2 separate regions of the Mus musculus genome follow, and region 2 is linked to region 1. The links are chromatin contacts, called in public Micro-C maps. All regions are on one chromosome and are shown on one strand. The core of a region is the stretch at or near the end of the contact, and the rest is flanking DNA. Distances in the headings are between cores, read along the strand shown. Region 1 overlaps Tpk1 (thiamine pyrophosphokinase). Region 2 overlaps Tpk1 (thiamine pyrophosphokinase).

Region 1 (5,085 bases), core at 1,923-4,422:
GGAAAGGGGATATTTGAAATGTAAATAAAGAAAATATCTAATAAAAAATAAATAAAACCAGAAAAAAGAACACATAACTTTATTTCTGCATTTACTTTTTGTCACTTCTCAAGCCAGAGTAGAACACTGACTTTCACAACTTCCATATTTTCATGTTCCCCACAGAAAAAACTTAATCCAGATGCTGTCACTACATAACATAAGCCTATTTGCCTGCAAGGAATCAGTGATAGCAGGTGCTCTAGGCTCCTGAGATCTAGCCTTCTAGTTAGGCAGCCAGGCCATCACCACCATGAGGCATAATAGGCTGCTGGAGGGCCAGGTAAGTAGATTAGTTCAAGCAAAATCTTTGTCAGATAAGTTTGCTTTGTGTTAGCTTTTCACAAGATTGTCTCACATTTTCCTCTCCCTTCTCTCTTTGCTCTGACCTGAGGAGATAGTTAACATCCTGCACTAATAGTCCTTTGGAACTCTCTCTTCACCCAAATACTGATGCTGGTGGTTTCTTGTTTGCCTGTGTGGAGTTAGTTGGCTTTATTATTAAATTCTAAAGAACAGGACTTCTGCCTCCTTCACTTAGTGGGGTTAGACATCAGCTGTAGACTTGCCTTTGTGCATTCATTCTGTGCTCCCACACATCGTCCCATCTTTCTTCACTTTTCTGTGCCATTTGGATTTTTTGATATACTCATAATAATCTCAGTTGACATTTGAAAGATGGAAACAAATGTGACTTCAAGGCCTCCTTGTGTGGATGAAATGATGCTATATTACAGACGTTCTGTGCTTTTCCAGAGAAATCAGAGCTATGTGCAGGCATTAACTCATTCGTCTTCACCTTACAGTGTGAGAAATTACAGTGGCAGACATTATAGGCATCTTCTAAGTGGATGCTGAGGTCGCCTGAGGATTTTCCCCACAAAACTCATGGGATATGAGGCTAGTAGAAGGGAAGGTTGGGCTCTCCGTTCTCCAGGGTGGTACCAAGGCCCAGCCTCCCTGCACTGTTCTCCAGGCAGGCACCCTGGGCTGAGAGCCTGGACCTGGACATCACCTCTGCTATATGCTGTCATACTTCTCATATTGGTGTGGAGAGTTTCCAGCTTACCAGTGACCACAGGAAGCTGTGCTGATTCCCAGATGCTGAGCGCAGGACAGCAGTCCTTTTGTTGTCGATCAGTGCTCTCTGTGCACACAATGAAGATTTCCAGGCAGTTTTTGTCAGCTTAACCCAAATAATTAATGCAAAGTGGTCACATTTTATGGACATGGACTATCCTTTTTGTCCTATAAACCCAATAGTCTTTTCTTTATTTCTAAAAAGGAGCTCTAATTATCTCCTTAACTTCTGGAGAGCCTGCCCTGAATAGAATACACTATTGATGTAACATATTGGGGAATATGTTTTAACAAAGAATTATGTTTTTTGCTTATTTTAGGCAGATCTAAGCATTGGAAGGTATTGATCTTGGAAGAGAGATTCAAACTGATATAATTAGTCGTGATTCCAACAAATAGCAGAACTTCTCTGGTGTAATTGTGTTTTGGGATAGCAGGCTGAGTAGAAGTAAGAATTAAAATTAATTAATTAGTGATTGAGCATCTGAAGCCCCAGGCACCCGCCAGGCCTCTTGCAGGGTTGCATGGATGTGTGACGGCTAAGTGCACAGATGAGTGGAGGAGGCTTGCAGCCACTGAGAGGTGAAGGGGAGTGCCTTCCTTGCTTTCATGCATGAAGATTCCTTGTTAGGCTGAAAGGGGCTGAGTGCTGGCCTCAGGAAACCTCCAGTGGTCAGAGTTTGGGGAGATAAGGTTCAGAGGGAACGCCCACTGTGACGATTATCAGAGGCCAGCATAAGGGTAAGTTTCACTTACCATTGTCACAGCGTAGGGGGTTCTTCTGGAAAATGCAGGTTAATATCAAGACCCTTTTACATCAGAGTGTAAGCAAAGGTTGCGCTTGGACAGCTTCAGTGTGCCGACAGCAGGTTCATCCATTGCTTCATCCCAGGCTGTGTGCTTACTCTGCTGGAGCTCCTCTCAGAGGCTGACTCTGGTACTCAACCTCTGTCTGAATCAGACAAATTTTCTTCAATTCAGAATGGCCTTAGTGCAAAGCAGTCAGAAGCTGTGTGGTTGACTTGACTTAGCGTATGCAGACACAGGCGAAAAGAGGGCAGTGCTTCCATGCTAGCCCATGGCCTTGCTACCTCCAGTCTCCTGAGGACCAGTACATCTTCCCACATTCGCACTGCCCCCAAAGTATACATCGATAGGACAGAGGTACTCAGACCGTATGAATACATGTGTCCAATTGCTTTTTTTCAAGTGTTTTAAATATTAGACCTACTTTAAAAAAATGATGTGTTTTCTTTAATTGACATGACTGTTTGCTTTGCTGAACCAGAGAAGTCTCTCCACTAGTTAGGGGGTTCATGACATGATTTTGAAGTGTCCTGGCAGCTAATTTCTTCACCAACCACAATTAGTACTTATCTGTTTCATTATTCATTTTTTGATTCAGGTCAAGCATTTTGAAGCAAAAAGTAATACATTGTACTTCATCCCTCCTTAGCACCAGCTCAGGAGGCACGGAGCCACTGTTTGTCCTTTTCTTACTGATGCTGCTTGATCATTGATCATCTGCCTAAGATCTGAAGGTCCCGGGATCTGGCTGTTCCCTTTGTTCTTCTGAAATTGACAACAACACAGGAGTGGCACTTTGATACTGTGATCATCCGCTTGCCAACATCATTTCAGCTGGTGACTTAACACTAATGGTTTCGCCTGACCCAGTTATTACACTGCTTGCTGCAAAATAGTGACTTTCTATCACTCTTCCTTAGAGTTAACATTCTACTGTAAAGAGAATTTCTTCTCTCCTCCTGTTTTTGGAGCTTCTTTATTAAATGTATTGTTATGCATTTCCCTAAACATTCTTTTCTACCTCAAATCGCCCCAGCTACTCTGTCCTTGCGACATGTCTAAACAGGTTTTTGGATCATTTTCTTATTTTTGGAACAGGATGCTTCAGGCTCATTGGGTACTTTTTAATGCCCTGAACTAAGATTCTAAATAGTCAGCATCTAATGCCAAGTGCGTTCTACGGAGGGAACCACATCCTTTTCAACCAGACAAACCACTGTTAACTTAGTCACTGTAGGGTGGAGAATGAGTAATACAGGCTAAGGCAGGACCTGTGAAATCAGTCTGTGTGCATCCAATTTGCAGACTTCCTTGGGGGTGGGGGGGAAGAATCCAAAATTTTCCATAAAAATGGGAGATGTTGACTTACTCAAGGAACAGACAGCTCTAGAGAATGGCTGGCAAGTAGGTAAGAAATAGCCAGGTAATAGAGAGTCCTAACTGCTACGCCAAGATGTGTGGCTAGGTCAAGGGAGGGGTTTTGCTTTTCTTCATTGGATAGCTCTCCCTGTTGCAGTTAGACTCCAGCATCAGGTATTCTTTCCCATAGGGTTGGCTTGATCAGATGTGAGGGAGAGGAGAAGGAATAGACAGTGCCTTAAAAGGAGTACACGTAAAACCATCCAGTGGAAAAAAAGACAGCATTTTCAACAAATGGTACTGGCTCAACTGGTGGTTAGCATGTAGAAGAATTCGAATTGATCCATTCTTAACTCCTTGTACAAAGCTCAAGTCTAAGTAGATCAAGGAACTTCACATAAAACCAGAGACACTGAAACTTACAGAGGAAAAGGTGGGGAAGAGCCTCGAAGATATGGACACAGGGGAAAAATTCCTAAACAGAATACCAGTGGCTTGTGCTGTAAGATCAAGAATTGACAAATGGGACCTCATAAAATTGCAAAGCTTCTGTAAGGCAAAGGGCGCTGTCAATAAGACCAAAAGGCAACCACCAGATTGGGAAAAGATCTATACCAATCCTAAATCCGATGGGGTGGGAGCTAATATCCAATATATATATATATATATATATATATATATATATATATATATATATAGTATTCAAGGAGTTGGACTCCAGAAAACCAAACAACCATATTTTTAAAAATGGGGTACGGAGCTAACCAAAGAATTCTCAATTGAGGAATACTGAATGATTGAGAAGCACCTGAAAAAATGTTCGACATCCTTAATCATCAGGGAAATAAAAATCAAAACAACCCTGAGATTCCACCTCACACCAGTCAGAATGGCTAAGATCAAAAACTCAGGTGACAGCAGATGCTGGCAAGGATGTGGAGAAAGAGGAACACTCCTCCATTGCTGGTGGGACTGCAAGCTTGTACAACCACTCTAGAAATCAGTTTGGCGGTTCCTCAGAAAATTGGATATAGTTATACTGGAAGATCCAGCAATACCACTCCTGGGCATATACCCAGAAGATGCTCCAACATGTAATAAGGACACATGCTCCACTATGTTCATAGCAGCCTTATTTATAATAGCCAGAAGCTGGAAAGAACCCAGATGCCCCTCAACAGAGGAATGGATACAGAAAATGTGGTACATTTACACAATGGAGTACTACTCAGCTATTAAAAACAATGAATTTATGAAATTCTTAGACAAATGGATGGATCTGGAAGATATCATCCTGAGTGAGGTAACCCAATCACAAAAGAACACACATGATATGCACTCACTAATAAGTGGATATCAGTCCAGAAACTTAGAATACCCAAGATACAATTTGCAAAACACATGAAACTCAAGAAGAAGGAAGACCAAAGTGTGGCTACTTTGATCCTTCTTAGAAGGGAGAACAAAATACCCATGGAAGGAGTTACAGATACAAAATTCGGAGCTGAGACTGAAAGGAAGGACCATCCAGAGACTGCCCGACCTGGGGATCCATTCCATAAACAACCATCAAACCCAGACACTATTGTGGATGCCAACAAGATTTTGCTGGCAGGACCCTGCTATAGCTGTCTCTTGTGAGGCTATGCCAGTGCCTGGCAAATACAGAAGTGGATGCTCACAGTCATCTATTGGACGGAACACAGGATCCCCAATAAAGGAGCTAGAGAAAGTACCCAAGGAGCTGAAGGGGTCTACAGCCCTATAGGAGAAACAACAATGTGAACTAACCAGAACCCC
Region 2 (5,085 bases), core at 1,111-3,610, 170 kb before region 1:
TTGTAGGCATCTGTGTGCATGCTGCTTTGCTGAATACCAAGGTTGGTCAGTCACTCCTGCACCATTCAATGACTTACCCTCCAAAGAAGCTGAAAGTTCCATAGAGAACTGTTGTCTATGAAAATGGAAAGTGAGAGATTTCATGCTATTGGAGTGTTAAAACAGTAGTAGCATTTTCCTTGGATGCTGAACACAGGGAAGACTTTGTGGAGGGCAAGCTCCATAGTTACCAGGAAAGGAATTTTGCATGATTATATTTCTTCACATCATGTTATGTTTTCTAAATATATCAGGCTCCTTGGTGACTGCATGTGCTGGGCCATTAGCCCATTCATATTTTGAGCTCTTTTTGGACTCTTCTTTGTCACTGATAAGTGATGTGCGATAAGTTAAAATGTAAATATCAAAGATATTTGATAGTTCAACTGGGCCACTTGTGGGAAATTTTGGCCATCCTTTAATACTAATAAGTCATCAGCTATAAACTGGAAATAACAAGTATGATTTTAAGATCTAAGTCTAAAGTAGGCAGATGGGGTCAGGGGCTACACAAATCTCTGCCCTTCTGTCAGTCTAAAAATATTCTTCTTATGTAAACTGTCATTATGTCATAACATAATTCCTCTATATCTGTGAAGTGTCATCCCTAGAAATGCCTTCAGAATGCCCAGGTCCCACGGCCAAGGCACTGAAGAATATGTGTAATGGGCTTTTAATTGCAGCATAAAAAAATAACTCAGAAAGTTTCATAGATTGTATTTTATGATGGAAATAATAATCTTACATAATCTTAGTCATTGTAGCCTGAATGCCAGGTTACTTTTGACATGAGTCTTCTTAGAAATAATCTTATTGATTTAATAGAAATGTATTGTATATATTACATGAAGGGAATTATATTAAAAGGTAACTAAAGTTGGTTATAATTTATGTATGTAATTTTGTTTTCCTCTTAATATTTTATATAAAATCTAATTGAATTTAGGGTGTTGCTTTCTTACATTATTCTTTGTGAAATATAAAAGGAAATCTAATTCTCTTTTGAAGATGATCTATCCTATGGGACAGATGCTCAGCTGCTTCGGTGTATCAGCTTTTATTTTTCATTTTTATTTATTATCAAAATCAATATGCTATTTGGAAACTGCCAATTGATTTCTAGATATCTAAGGGACTACAATTTGGAGAGTAATACAAAGTGAGTCTCATTAGGAAGTTTGCTTGAGCCAGAATGAGATCCTTTAGCTCAAGTGCCTTTTCTGTACAGTGAAGTAAGTTGGACATTCTCTTGGTGTGATCTCAGCTCTGCAGATAATAGCGACATTAAAGGAATAATTCCTAATGTCCCTTCCAGAGCTAATACTCTGTGGTCCAAAAACATTAATTTACATATGGCACAATAGTGTCCAGTGGAAGGTTTCAAAGAAACTCTGAGAGTGTATGAATTTACTTAACTAGAAAATAGTTAAACAAAAGAAATGACATGAGAGATGCAATGCATTGAGAACATTTTGGGAAAGGAATGTTATAGGAAGCCATTTGGAACAAGGCAAGGCCACCACATCTGTCTCCTAATTCTACTTCATCTTGAATCAACATAATATGTTGTGCCCAGTCATGCAGTGACTAGCTTATGAATGAATAATACATAGAAATTATTGATTCCTGTGCACACATTTATGCATGGGGTGCAGGTTATTGTTTTTTATTTGTTTACTGATTCTGAGAATTGAACCCAGGGCTTCCCATTGAGCCATACCCACAGCTGTTGGCTGTGTGACAGCACCTCCTTCTATAAATTGGAGTGCCCCTGGTGTACTCCCAGGGTACTCTTTGGTACATCCTTATTGTACAACCTTTTTACTTTGTAGTCAGAGGAAGTTGTGTGAATTAAGGGTAAATAGGCCAAAACCATCTCAGTCAGATTAGGCTTGACCTAATGTTTCTAGTTGAGTTAGGAGATTCAAAATAGTGTAAAAGACAAGATTGTCTTCTTTTAGTAACTAATTTTATGTTGAATGTGCATATGAGGCATTCTAAGTCATAATTCTTACTATATAATTGCTCCTGCTTTAAACCTTCGCCCATCTGCTGAGAGACAGGTCTGTTGCCTACTGCTAGTAGTTGCGTGCCTACAAGTAAAGAAAAGATAATACATTTTTGTTTTCTCTGCCTATTGAGTAAAGAATGATAGCTGTGTCCGTTGCTGGAAAAGGTCTCCTTGGAAAGTCTATGGACCTGCCCTTAACCCTTTGATTTGTGAATAAAATCTCTTCAGAGCTACAGTACTAGTGAGGTATTTGCTATTGTGGCCTGGACTGCTCTCCCAATTCTGGGGCTCCCTCTCACGCCACATGCAGTAAGAAGAGGATAAGCCAGTGATGCAAAACCGTTGGTATTTCTTTGAGTCAGATAACTAACTAAACAAGTGTGTACTGATAAAATTCTTCTGTTATGTGAATAGTAGAATATTTTTGTAGGAACTAAAAATATGCACTTCCTTTAGTATGCATTCCTTAGCTGTGGGAGACTCTATTGTTTATTCTCTGCTAAAGCACTGAAAAAATCCAGGGCCATTTATCTCTCCACAATTCTGGGAATTAAGTGGGGCAGAAAAGTTCTACCCAAACAAATAGGTGCTTGATGCAAAATAAATGATGACTTATGAAGACAGAGAGATAAATGGGATTTTAAAAAATGAGTTGAAAAATAATAGGAAAGTGAACTAAAGAAACATTCAGTATCAAGAAATCCCACATGCCTGGCAGTGATGGCGCATGCACGCCTTTAGTCCCAGCACTTGGAGGCAGAGGCAAGTGGATTCTGAGTTCAAGGCAAGGTCTACAGAGCGAGTTCCAGGACAACCAAGGCTATACAGAGAAACCCTGTCTCGGAAAATTGAAAATTAAAAAAAAAAGAAAGGAAGGAAGGAAGGAAGGAAGGAAGGAAGGAAGGAAGAAAGAAAGAAAGAAAGAAAGAAAGAAAGAAAGAAAGAAAGAAAGAAAGAAAGAAGTAAGTAAGTTAATTCCACATCTTCCGATATAAGACCTGGAGTTCTTTTATAAAGTCCATTGTTTGTTTTGTTTGTTTGTTTGATTGATTGATTGATTTTGAGAAATGGCAAACATACCATGGCAGTTCTCCTGTATAAGTCATGGAGATGGAAATCAGATCCTCAGGCACATTTCTCTGCTAACCAAAAACCTTAGACTTCATATGATTTTCTTAATCCTCTCTAGAAGACTCATATTTCTAGGAATGTGTCAAGAAGTGTTTGGAAAATTTGTTTAAATTGATTTGGCCTGTGATTCTTCTCTTCAAATATTTGAAAGTTCCAAGCTTCTATGAGAGTTAATAGGGAAGAGGGAAAGGCGTTTGTGTAAGATTTTTGTTTTTTTGGTTTTTGTGTGTGTGTGTGTGTGTGTGTGTGTGTGTGTGTGTTTTAACCAGTTATCTTCATCAGTATCTGTTTGTTTGAAGCAATAAGTCTTGATGGTTTGAGTTGACCTGTTCCTACTGATTGTTGGCCTCAGTCTATTCTAGTGAAATCAGGAGTGTATGACAGGACAACCCATTTACTCTGAAAGCAGTCTAGGTTTCCTCGTGTTTTGAATATCTTAATTTTCTCTCTGGCCCTCACAGCTGTAGTGTTAAAGTTCATAATTGAATGGATCAGACTAGTTGACTCACATGGAACTGTTTCTTTCAGCTTCTTGCCTGAATTCGTCAGTGGGGACTTTGATTCTATTAGGCCTGAAGTCAAAGAGTACTACACCAAGAAGGTAAAGCACACCCACTTTTGCTCTTGAGCTCTGGCTCATGCCATTGCTCTGCCTGAATGTCATGGGTGGTGGGGGATGAGTTGCAAAACCCGCTTGGTTATTGTTATAGTTTTTGTTATAGAAATTTAATATATGATACATATTTAATATATATCCACAATTAATATTTATATAAATTTATTTTATATTTTTATAGTTTTTATGATATAAATAATACAATTGATCATAGTAGAAAATATATAAACCTTTTAAAATGATGAATGGAAGCATAGTATTGATAAATTATATCACCATCAGACATGCATTAATATGTACTCTAAACATACATGTTACATATGTATTCAATATGATTATAGTTTACAAAGTCATATCTAATAACTTGCTATTTATACCCTCACTAGTCATTATTCATTTTCATTAAGATTTTATTATTATTTAATGAATGGATTATATTAATATTTACTCAACCAATTCCCAGTTAATGTACTTAAACTATATCTATTTTGTCACATTGTAAACTCTACTAAAATGTCTTTATGAATGAGTGCTCATAAATATGTATAATGGTATACTCCTTGAATTTCAGAAGTTTTCTATAATATCTAAGTTTTTTTTAATGAAGCTACTAATTAGACCTTGAGATTAATAATAGCCAAAATTTTTCACTAGCATGCAAATCTTTCTCAGATTTTGACACTTAAAAACTATATACAAGATCTAACTGGAGGTGCATATTAGTGAATGACAGTAATTACTGATTAAAGGATTCACAAGTCCTAGAAGACAATGCAGAGATTTAAAAAGAGAATTTATAGTATTAGTAATTTTAGTACAACTTCATTATGTGTAATGAATCACTGTAAACTGGTATGGTCAAATCACAATTTTTTTTTTTTAAAGAAACTGCAATGATTGTGATCATAAAGTAAATTTCTTATAAGGCTGTGGGAGAGGTGAGATACTTTTTAAATGCACAGGAAAGATTGAATGAATAGCTTCAGGCAAGTAATGGCTATGAAAATAGGGAGAGGGGGCTGAAGAGATGGGTTGGTAGTTAAGAGCACCGTCTGCTCTTCCAGAGAAGCCAATTTACTGCCTCGTACATGGCAGCTCACAGTCATCTATATCTCCAGTCCAGCCCTTGTACAAGCATGCATTCGGACAAACAGTCACACCTATAAAATAAAAATAAATATTCCCCCAAAAAAACTCAAGAAAGAAATCAGTTTTCTGGGACAAGGCCACTGATAGTATCATCTCTGCCTGTCCCTCATCTGTGTGTGTGTGTGTGTGTGTGTGTGTG

What was found. A called contact is a pair of places that touch in the nucleus more often than the background predicts.
Region 2: a Micro-C map of embryonic fibroblasts shows a contact between it and region 1, with 2.8 times the contacts expected there. The contact joins two enhancer-like sites. A contact is called at or near these places in 1 of 15 datasets of contacts at CTCF or cohesin (the NIH/3T3 cell line) and 1 of 484 Hi-C or Micro-C datasets (embryonic fibroblasts).

What each region holds. Positions count from the first base shown.
Region 1 is chr6:43,351,693-43,356,777 of GRCm38.p6, reverse strand. All of the region lies in intron 8 of Tpk1 (thiamine pyrophosphokinase), which reads left to right. Among named protein-coding and RNA genes, the nearest start is that of Gm35113, 26 kb to the left of the region's middle. Within about 2 kb of position 3,172, at least 25 of the 459 cell types and tissues checked have an H3K27ac peak or open chromatin away from gene starts, as enhancers often do. A contact at or near this core is called in embryonic fibroblasts, where this site is marked.
Region 2 is chr6:43,522,581-43,527,665 of GRCm38.p6, reverse strand. Tpk1 (thiamine pyrophosphokinase) reads left to right here. Exons shown (of 9, transcript NM_013861.4): 5 at 3,710-3,782. Among named protein-coding and RNA genes, the nearest start is that of 9430018G01Rik, 83 kb to the right of the region's middle. Within about 2 kb of position 2,360, at least 15 of the 459 cell types and tissues checked have an H3K27ac peak or open chromatin away from gene starts, as enhancers often do. A contact at or near this core is called in embryonic fibroblasts, where this site is marked.